2 separate regions of the Mus musculus genome follow, and region 2 is linked to region 1. Evidence: chromatin contacts called from public Hi-C data. All regions are on one chromosome and are shown on one strand. Each heading gives the region's core, a stretch centred on a gene start, on an enhancer-like site or on the middle of the called end of the contact. The rest is flanking DNA. Distances are from core to core; before and after follow the strand shown.

The links. A called contact is a pair of places that touch in the nucleus more often than the background predicts.
Region 2: a contact with region 1 is called in a Hi-C map of the N1E-115 cell line, with 4 times the contacts expected there. The contact joins the enhancer-like site here to the promoter of Gab2 in region 1. A contact is called at or near these places in 1 of 15 datasets of contacts at CTCF or cohesin (the NIH/3T3 cell line), 4 of 484 Hi-C or Micro-C datasets (the HPC-7 cell line, the N1E-115 cell line, adipose-derived mesenchymal stem cells and 1 more), 6 of 115 datasets of contacts at active chromatin or transcription factors (the 230-238 cell line, the HPC-7 cell line, bone marrow-derived macrophages and 3 more) and 1 of 9 other capture datasets (adipose tissue).

Annotation. Positions count from the first base shown.
Region 1 is chr7:97,078,567-97,083,762 of GRCm38.p6, forward strand. It overlaps Gab2 (growth factor receptor bound protein 2-associated protein 2), which reads left to right and starts at 3,185. Exons shown (of 10, transcript NM_010248.2): 1 at 3,185-3,340. The coding sequence starts at 3,260.
Region 2 is chr7:97,149,219-97,154,414 of GRCm38.p6, forward strand. The region is part of intron 1 of Gab2 (growth factor receptor bound protein 2-associated protein 2); the gene reads left to right. Among named protein-coding and RNA genes, the nearest start is that of Gab2, 70 kb to the left of the region's middle. Within about 2 kb of position 2,058, at least 10 of the 459 cell types and tissues checked have an H3K27ac peak or open chromatin away from gene starts, as enhancers often do. A contact at or near this core is called in the N1E-115 cell line, where this site is marked.

The DNA.
Region 1 (5,196 bases), core at 1,935-4,434:
GAGGCACCCAACAAACATCCCTGAGAGGTGTGTGTCCCGAAAGTCACCAGCTGAGATGGCTCATCTGCTCACACTGACTGCACAGGCAGCACTCTGCTCTGAAATGAACCTGTCTTCTCAATTGAAGGGAAGAAAAGGCAGAAACATCCAACCCCACTAGCAGGCCAACGACTGACGTCAAGCCTCGTGAGAATGGTTTTTAATCACTCCAGCCTGGTGTGCAGTTGAGGACAGCTCTTTCCAGCTCTCTCAACCCATTCCTGGGATCCTTCCACCAGCCATGCACCTGCTGCTGGCCACAAATCCTCAGCTTTGAGACAGGCACGAATGCAGGCTGCCTCCCATAACATTCAAAGCCACACTCACCCATTAGAGCCCAGGCTTTGTGGAGGAGATGGCAACAAGGCATAGGTGGTGTCTGCCCACCCCTACCCCCCACAACACACACACACAATGTGTGCTTGTTTTAAATCTCTGCATGACAACCTCCCCTAAAATGTTCATTTCCTGGGAACTTAATGGGAATATGGGATTAATGTCCCAAAGAACTCTTGGGGCTGGCTATTAATTCCTCTTAGGAAATACCAGTGGTCTTTAATCAAAATTGCCTAAATTACAATCTAGCGAAGCATGTCCTTGCAGGGCTTAGGGGTCGGTGTCATTTTAACTATTTCCAATAGATGGCGCCCATCTTCACGTTAATAAATCATTCACATAATTTGTTTTCCAGTTTTTTCTAGGGAGATGGGGGGCTGGGGACACAACAGCGAATGGAGAGGACATAGTGAAAGTCCAGACAGGAACATTCTGTCCAAGGGCTGTCTCCAGGCCTCACGCACTTCTGAGAGTCTGAAGACAGAGCCAGGGAGCCCAACAACAGTCATGCTCCCTGTGTGCAGCTAGCACCTCTGGGCACCCACTAATAAGGACAGACAATGAAAGTCAGGGCAGAAGAGCAGGGGCACTATGTGTAGCCCCTGCTGAGTTTTGGAGAAGGATTGGGACATTCTGAAGATTCCCCAAACCGGAGCTCTGTAACTGTTATATTTCAAGACCCTTTCTGTTTTTGATCACATAACACCAGACTGCCAATTTCATGAACTTAAAAATAACAACCCGTCTTTGCTAAACAAAACCAACCCAGACTAATAGTTGATGAGTCTCCCCGCCTGTGTCTTAAATCTCACAATTCTCGGATTAGTATTCCCGCTCTCCTAGGAGAGGGTAGGGCATATGTCTGCTTGACTTCCATCACAACCCTAGGTGCAGCCAGTCTTTGCAGATTTCTCAGGCTGCAATCCTGGAGATTTGGCACCAGGACTCAAATGTGAATGGAATCAGGGTTGCTTTGTTGTGACTGGGAGTCACTGCCTCCTGGTTGACTTGGCAGACTAAGTATTTTGATATTTATGTCTCACAAAGTGTTTAAGGTCCTGGGAGCCAGAGGTTTTAAAATGGCCATAATTCTAGTGGTGGCTTAAGAATCCCTAAATTAAAAAGTCAAGGGTGATTATGGTCCCAGATACAGCCTAAGCATTCTAGCTTCATGTTCTGTGGAGCTACTCTGGATACTTGAAGGTCAGTGGAATGGGTCAAAGGTCCCTTCATCTCTCAGAGTGACTAGAATTGCTAAGCACAGGTAGGAATCAGCTTTTATAATTGAAATGGTTAAAGATTCCCCAATCCAAACAAAATCTGTTAGACTAAAAGATGTCCAACTATCTAAAATAACTAGCTTTGGTGCACCCAGAGAGAAGACTAAAATAATCCAGAAAACAAAGGTTATGCTGAGGCATTGCAAGATGCTGCCTCTCCGGTTCATGCATCAACCACACAACTCCCTGTTGATAAAGTGGGTTACTAAGCAACTTCATGAGAAACTAGAAGGGAACCTACCTTTTAAATGCTGTTTGGAAAGGTACTTTGTGAGTTAAAAAAAGAACTCTTACCAAAGGTTTTGGTTTTGCTTTTCTTTTTCCTCCACTTTCCCCCTGGAGCACTGGTGTTGGGTGTTTGCTTCCTGGTCCTTTATCTCAACCCTCTCAGCACAAGCCAGTGAGAAAAAGATCTCTATATTCACATTTATATAGGAGAGATCTCTTATAAAGTCAATGAGTGGAAACTCTGGACATTTTTATCACAATTTCTTGTTCTTTTATACCTCCTTGTTTTCCAATTCATTGTGTTCTGCAAAACTTACAGTTTCCTTTTACTGGATTCAGTTTTCCCAGAGGCACTATGGGAGAGCGCCAGCTGGACTTTGTTTCTCAGCAATAAGATCTAGTCCCGTCCAGTCCCCCCACACCCCCCCCCCAAGCACCCTTTGATCTACAGACATTACTGCAGTAATGTCACTCTGGGAAAAAAAAAAAAAAACAGGAGAGAAGATTCCCCTCCCCTCCTCCCAAAACACCTGGATTAGAAAGGCCTGCATTGTGTCAGCTGTGTGGCTTCAGGCTATCTGTAAAATGGGTATAATTATGACCTATCCAATTTGTAAGGCAGTGAAGATAATCGCTGTGGAAGGTGAATGCAGTAAGCTCCCAGCACACAGTATGTCTGTTTGCTGCTTCTCTGGCCTAGAGATGTGAGAGTTAACTTACAGTGAAGCAGGACTCATTTCAGCCAGAATCGGACTTACTGAAACCTGAAACTGTGGGAATGGACAGGAAACCGGAGCAGTCCTTGGATCTCTGTCCTACTCTTCCACGACGCTGGGGAAGAGGGGTTGAGCATAGGCTCAACGTTCGACCTAGGGTGGATAGCCTCTGGCCTTCCCTCACCCTAGCACCGGCACCACCCAGAGGTCTTCACGACCCCGCCTGCAGCTCCAGGCTTAGAGGGGGGAAAAAACCAACAACAGCCACCAAGACCCTGAGGACGCAGCTGCTGGCGACAGCTCGTCTCACGGCCTCCGGGCCTGTGGGGTCCAGGCTAACTGGCCTCTGCGCCGGCTGCCCTCGGGGACCTCGCGGGGCTGTGGGCGTGGCGAGCGCCCGCCTGCTGAGGCGCCCTGGTGGGGCTGTGTGTGTGTGTGTGTGCGCGCGCGCGCGCGCGGCCGGAGGGCGGGGGGGGGGGGTGGAACTCGAGCGCGCGCAGGCAGCCGGGCCCGCGCGCCTCACTGCCTCGTCCTCGCCCCGGGGCTGCCGGGCCCCTCCCCTCCCCCGCGAGCCGCGCACCGGCAGCCGGCTGACCCAGCAGCCCGCGCCCGCGCCCTTGTCCGCGCGAGCCGGCGGCGGGCTCCAGTTTAGCCGGCGACATGAGCGGCGGCGGCGGCGACGACGTGGTGTGTACCGGCTGGCTGAGGAAATCGCCTCCCGAGAAGAAGTTGAGGCGCTATGTGAGTGAGGCGAGCGGGCGAGCGGGCGCGGCCCGGCGGGAGGGCGGCCGGGGGCTGTCCCGCGGCCTCGGAGATGGGGGCGCTGAGAGAGGCCGGGCGCGGCGAGCCGGGGCCCCGCGGCCTCCGAGGGCGAGAGCGGCGGGCGCGAGTGGGGCGCCTCACACCTGTCACAGGTGCGCCGCCGAGGGGCGGGGCGCAGGTCGGGGCTGCGGCTGCCGCCTGCCTCCCCGAGAACTCCTCGCTCGCCGAGCCGAAGTTTGGAGCGATTGTTCCGGGCGACCGGGAGAGTAAAACGCCCGGGGCCGAAGGAGCCGAGTCGCCCCGATCGGGAGGGTAGGCTGAGGGGCCGCGCGGCCCCGGGCCCACAAAGGGCGAGGCGCCGGCGCCCCTCTCCCGGTCCCTTTCTCTGTCCGCCCCTCCCCGGTGGCCGCCTTGCTTCCTTCCAGTCTGCGGCCACTACATCACGGGCAGCGTCAGCGGCATGTGCAGCGCTTGTATTAAGTGACTCATTTGTTTGTCCCCCTTCTTTCCCATTATTCCGAATGTTTCTCACATACCCCCCCCCCCCACACACACACACCGCGGTCCTCCGCCCCACGGGGTGACACTGCAGTTTGGTCCTCAATAACTGGCCAGAGTTTTGTGTCGTCTGGTGTCTGGGGTCTGAAGATGTGGCTCTGAATTGCTAGGTGGTGCGAGCTGGCTGTGTGTAGTGAAATTGGTGGGACGGGCCGTCCCCTCTACGTGAGAAACTGGCAGTTGGGGTCGGGGCACCCACTTCTTGTCTACCGAGCTCAGAGAACAAAATGGTGCCAGGATCCGAGATTGGGGTAGTCTGAGGAGTTTAGAAACGGAAAGTCCGTTAAAGGAGTGCAGGTCCTCCCATCTTCTCGCTCTCCACTTGCCAAGAATCGTCCTTGTTCTGCTGCCTGGGAGTGCTGGACTCTGAGAAATCACTCCCACAGCCTGGAAGTGAGCGGTCGCTTCCAGCTGCAGTGCATCAAGGGAGCTCCCAACAGACCCTGCCCTCTGTCAGCTGCACTAGTGGCTGGCCATGGGGGACAGAAGCTTACCAGAGTTTCCTGTCTCTACTCCCCAGATCAGAATCAAGGGACTTCTGGCCTCTGGACTGAGGAAGTGACATTCTGTTTTTCAAAGGAAGTGTTGTTGGGGAGTGCAAGTGTGTCAATGAAACCAGGCTCTGACTTAGGTCACTTGCTTGCTGGGAAGAGGGGGCAGGGGGAAGGGCAGGGAATCTAAGGATTTAGTGCATGCCTTTTGAAAATGGACAGAGATTTGGCATACAGTAATATAGTAGGGGTGTTTAAGCTTGAAAGCTCATTTGGGGGGGGGAGTTGATATGAGTAAAATATTTTAATTACTAGGAGCTTTTTCTTTTGTTTTGTTCTGTTGCCTGTTGCTGTAGCCTAGGCTTGAACTGCCAGCACTTACACTTGGGAAACAAGAGACAGGAGGATCAGAGGTTCAAAACCAGCCTAGCTTGCTACTTGAGACCCTGTCTCTCATTTGCATACCAAACAACACACACACACACACACACACACACACACACGCACGCACGCACGCGCGTGCCCATCATGGATGCACACAACTTCAAGATGGCTTAATGGGTAAAAGCAGTGTCCCTTAAGCCTGTTGACTTATGTTTGATCCTCTGGAACCCATATAAAGATGGAAGAAGAGTTCTGACCTACACACTCACGCTGTGGTGTCGCGTACACTCACACAGTCTCTCATATACACAATAATAGTTAAGAAAATTGTGTGGGGTGACTTTGTCGGGATTGGGTGGGGTGGTTGTTCACGCCTACAGGCATGAGCATGCATCCAGTATC
Region 2 (5,196 bases), core at 808-3,307, 70 kb after region 1:
GGTTAGTTCATATTGTTGTTCCTCCTATCGGGCTGCAGACCCCTTTAGCTCCTTGGGTACTTTCTCTAGCTCCTTCATTAGAGGACCTGTGTTCTATCCAATAGATGACTGTTAGCATCCAGTTCTGTATTTGCCAAACACTGGCATAGCCTCACAAGAGAGAGCTATATCAGGGTCCTGTCAGTAAAATCTTTCTGGCATATGCAATAGTATCTGGGTTTGGTGGTTGTATATGGGAGGGATCCCCGGGTGGGGCAGTCTCTGGATGGTCCTTCCTTCCATCTCAGCTCCAAACTTTGTCTCTGTAACTCCTTCCATAGGTAATTTGTTCCCCATTCTTAGAAGGAGTGAAGTATCCACACTTTGGTCTTCCTTCTTCTTGAGTTTCATGTGTTTTACAAATTGTATCTTGGGTATTCTAAGCTTCTGGGCTAATATCCACTTATCAGTGAGTGCATTATCATGTGTGTTCTTTTGTGATTGGGTACCTCATTCAGGATGATATCCTCCAGATCCATCCATTTGCCTAAGAATTTCATGAATTCATTGTTTTTAATTGCTGAGTAGTACTCCATTGTGTAAATGTATCACATTTTCTGTATCCATTCCTCTGTTGAGGGACATCTGGGTTCTTTCCAGGAAAATCAAATAACCCTATTTTAAAAATGGGGTACACAGAAACAAAGAATTCTCTGAGGAATACGGAATGTCTGAGAAGCACTTAAAGAAATGTTCAACATCCTTAATCATCAGGGAAATGCAAATCAAAACAGCCCTGAGATTCCACCTCACACCAGTCAGAATGGCTAAGATCAAAAATTCATGTGACAGCAGATGCTGTCGAGGATGTGGAGAAAGAAGAGCACTCCTCCATTGTTGGTGGGATTGCAAGCTGTTACAACCACTCTGGAAATCAGTCTGGCGGTTCCTCGGAAAATTGGACATAGTACTACTGGAAGATCCAGCAATTCCTATCCTGGGCATATACCCAGAAGATGTTCCAACTGGTAATAAGGACACATGTTCCACTATGTTCATAGCAGCCTTATTTATCATAGCCAGAAGCTCTACAGTTATCTTACATCCTTGAAAAATCAGCATGATAATATTTTTAAAGTTAAATTTTAGGACTGTGTTGTTTGATTTATTAAAGTTGGTTTTCTTTGCTCTAGAAGGGACAATTCTAAGGTTCTGAAGTGTATGGAACAGTTGATGTGTAGTTTTTGTATGTTTTGATTCTTTGAGCTCTCTTAAGTAATTTTCCCTTACATATAAGAAAACATTTTTTAAACCATTTTAAAAAATCAGCTCTGTTTTGTATTTGCTTTGTTAACATGTAATTTATGCTAAACTCCCACATACTTTCAATTTTCTAAAGTACCCTAGAGAAGCATTTGAAACTTGCTTCACTACTCTCTGTTGGAAGAGACTTTCTGTGATGGTTTTGTATGTTCTGAACCTGTCCTTTGAAAATGTTGAGGATGTTGTGGATAATGATCTGATGCTAATATATGGATAGAGCAGAGGCAAGAATCCAATTGGAGTTAGCCTTCCATATTTTCCTCCACTCTCTCTTTCTTATTGGAGTCTTTTTATATAACAGAAGGATAGGGCTGAGAGTAGGAGGATCAAGCTCCTGAGGTCATTTGGTCCGATCTCAATTATTTCCACTGACATTTTAGAATCTGCTGTACTGGAGCATTGCTGTTCTTTATGGATGAAGACACCGAAACTTGTGAGCTGCAAGTTATTTCCACACTGTCGCATATTCACAGCAAAGACTATGCTTGACGTAGGCTTTACCTATTCCAGGGGAGAATTGCCCTTACACTAAAATATTAAGTTCACTCCCATTCTTCAACGAATCTCCACCTCAGGACTCTAATTTTGTGATTGTGAAATATCCTAAGAGCATTTTGTCTTTGAAAATGAGCCAGAACTTGGAGGGTTAACAAAAAATGAAACAGTGAGTGGGGAGTTCTTTTCTCCTCTCCTCAACTAAAGGGCTGCTGGGCTATTTCACTTGCACCACATGTGTTCCATTACGGTATAATGATGTAATTACCAGTAATACTGCTTCTGCTTGAGTAGTGATGGAGAGGCAGCATTAAGGAAAAGACCAGCCCAGTTCTCTCCTAAGAGCCCACTTCAGTCTATTAGATTGAAGATGCTGGAAGGCGAATGGCTTCAGCAGAGGAAAAGGTCAGATTTAAAAGCTTTTCTGGGCTTGGCATTTATTATTGCCTTTTTGACCTTCAGAAAAGTCCCTTGTGTGTTTGTCCTTGATTTTTGCCTTTCCCATTAGTACTTGAAAGCTGTATTGCTGGCCAGACCCAGTCTTTGGCATAGGTAGTTTACTCTGTAGTGTTGTTATTCAAGAAGACATAGCCCCCATCCAGATCAGATCACCTGTTCAGTTACCTTTCCTGACTCTCTTCTAGTGTATTCTTCACACTCTTATTTTATTTATCAGCAACACACACACACCTCTACCTCCACAGACATAATTAGAATATAAAATAAAAAAGATGGGGCACTCCTTAGAATTGGGAACAAAACACCCATGGAAGGAGTTACAGAGACAAAGTTTGGAGCTGAGATGAAAGGATGGACCATGTAGAGACTGCCATATCCAGGGATCCACCCCATAATCAGCATCCAAACGCTGACACCATTGCATACACTAGCAAGATTTTATCGAAAGGACCCAGATGTAGCTGTCTCTTGTGAGACTATGCCGGGGCCTAGCAAACACAGAAGTGGATGCTCACAGTCAGCTAATGGATGGATCACAGGGCTCCCAATGGAGGAGCTAGAGAAAGAACCCAAGGAGCTAAAGGGATCTTCAACCCTATAGGTGGAACAACATTATGAACTAACCAGTACCCCGGAGCTCTTGACTCTAGCTGCATATGTATCAAAAGATGGCCTAGTCGGCCATCACTGGAAAGAGAGGCCCATTGGACTTACAAACTTTATATGCCCCAGAACAGGGGAACGCCAGGGCCAAAAAGGGGGAGTGGGCGGGTAGGGGAGTGGGGGTGGGTGGGTATGGGGGACTTTTGGTATAGCATTGGAAATGTAAATGAGCTAAATACCTAATAAAAATGGAAAAAAAAGATGGGGCACGTTGTGCAAATCACTTAACCTTCCTATAAACTTCCTTGAAAGCATGGCTCCTGCTACCTGATGATTATGAGGAGTTATTAATGGTCTCTGGAACATAACAGACCTTCTACATTATTTCCCCCATTAGAGAGTTGCTGTCATTCTTTCAACAATATCCAGGCCCAGGCTCTAGAAGAACACAAGCAAATTTCACTTATTTCAGCTCTTCTCATAGTGCCAGCTTGAGGTTAAAAGCAACCAGGTCACATATGATCATATTAGAAATGAGAGAAACTCAGGCTAAGCCTGGGATGCTGGGTCATAAAATGTCAGGAATGAGAGACTTTAGTGTGTTTTACCTCTCTCTCTAGAGATTCAGTTGCATATCAGTGTTTTTCTATGTTAGTTTCAGGTGCTGTTTGGATTCGCAAGATTCCTTATTTTAATTCAGACCTAGACTCTCTAACACAGAGGCCATGAATAATTATTTAAATTTTACTAAATGAAAACTAAATAAAATTAAAAATTTCCTTTCTCAATTGCACTGGCTACACTCCAAGTGCTATGTACATGTATGTGCCTAGTTGCAACTATATTAGATATCTCAGATAAAAGCATTTTCATTACTGCAGAAAGTTTAGTTGAATAAATCTGAGTTTGAATCAATAGTCCTTAAACTTTAGCATGAATTGTTTCAGCTAGATGACTTGATTTAAAAAAAAAAAATGTGGGCCCTATTCTTCATGGTTTTTATTTAGTTGGTACATTTAGGGCTGGAGACCTAGCGTTTAAGTGCTATCCACGATGATGGGCCCAGGACCGTGCACTGAGAACCTCTGACCTGGAGTAAAGAATCTTTCTGTTATTGATGTTTTTGAGACTATATAGCTTTCACTATGTAGCCCTGGCTGTCCTAGAATTCACTATGTAAACCAGGTTGCCCTCAGACTCACAGAGACCTGCCTGCCTCTGCCTTCCAAGTCCTGGGATTCAAGGTGTGTACCAACATGCCCTGCTTGAAGCAAAGTGTCTTGATCTGAAGTTTGTGGGCCTCTCAAACTTGAATACCAAATAATACACACCTCTGTTGCTTACAGGATATAATACTTATGGTTTTAATTTATTCACTATGCATTTCAACAGATCAGGAAAAAACTCAGACTCTGTTAATGAAATCTGACCAGTAGGGACTTAAATCATAAGGACATTGACATGTGTTTAATGTACTAAAAGGTAACAGCTATCGAGGTGTTTGCTGTTTTGTGGCTCAAGCATTTTGCTAGGAAACCTTGGTCAGAAAAACCCTTATTTTTAGTTTTTGAAGATATTTTATTCTTTTTGGCTGTAATGAGGTGACATATCCCTCTCTAGATCAGTCCCAGCTAGGTGGAATAGAATTTACATAATTGCTTTAGGCCACTTGTATTTCAACCCCTGTAACTAGAAAAAGAGGCTACTTTCCCTTGGGGAAAAAAGAACAAATCTGTAACCTTTCTTGGTTTTGGCTTTTTGAGGCAAGGTCTCATGTGTCTCTGGCTAGCCTCCAACTTGCTATAAAGTCTTCCTGCTACCTCCCAAGTGGTGCATTTATAGATGTATGCTACTATGCCTAGCTTAAATATGTATTCTACAAAGGGAAAGAAAATGGCTTTGGGTTTCTCAGTGAATGAGCCCAAAACAGGGGTATCTGTCTACAGCATTCAGACTTGATTTCATCATGCTAGACAAGTAGAGCTTAGACATACTGTGCTGTGACCCCTGCAGAGCTTTGCCTTTCTACTTTACAGTAAATTATAAAGCCATTCAGCTAGGGTAAGTGAGGATAGAATTTAAGAACCTGATCTAGGCCTCTAGGAATCAGTATCAAGTGATTCTTAAGGTTGATCCCTCTGTGTTGGAGTCCCCCAATTATAAAAAGTATTTTTATTTGCTTCCTTTTGGCCAAGTCCCTGACAAAGTGCAAATCCTTATATTTTGATTCCATGGTCATTTTCTACTGTGGTCTGTTATGTTCTCTAATGGGTCCTTGGAGAGCTAGAGATCTGGTCCTGAATCTTCAGACTATTTCAAACTAAGCACTTAAATTCT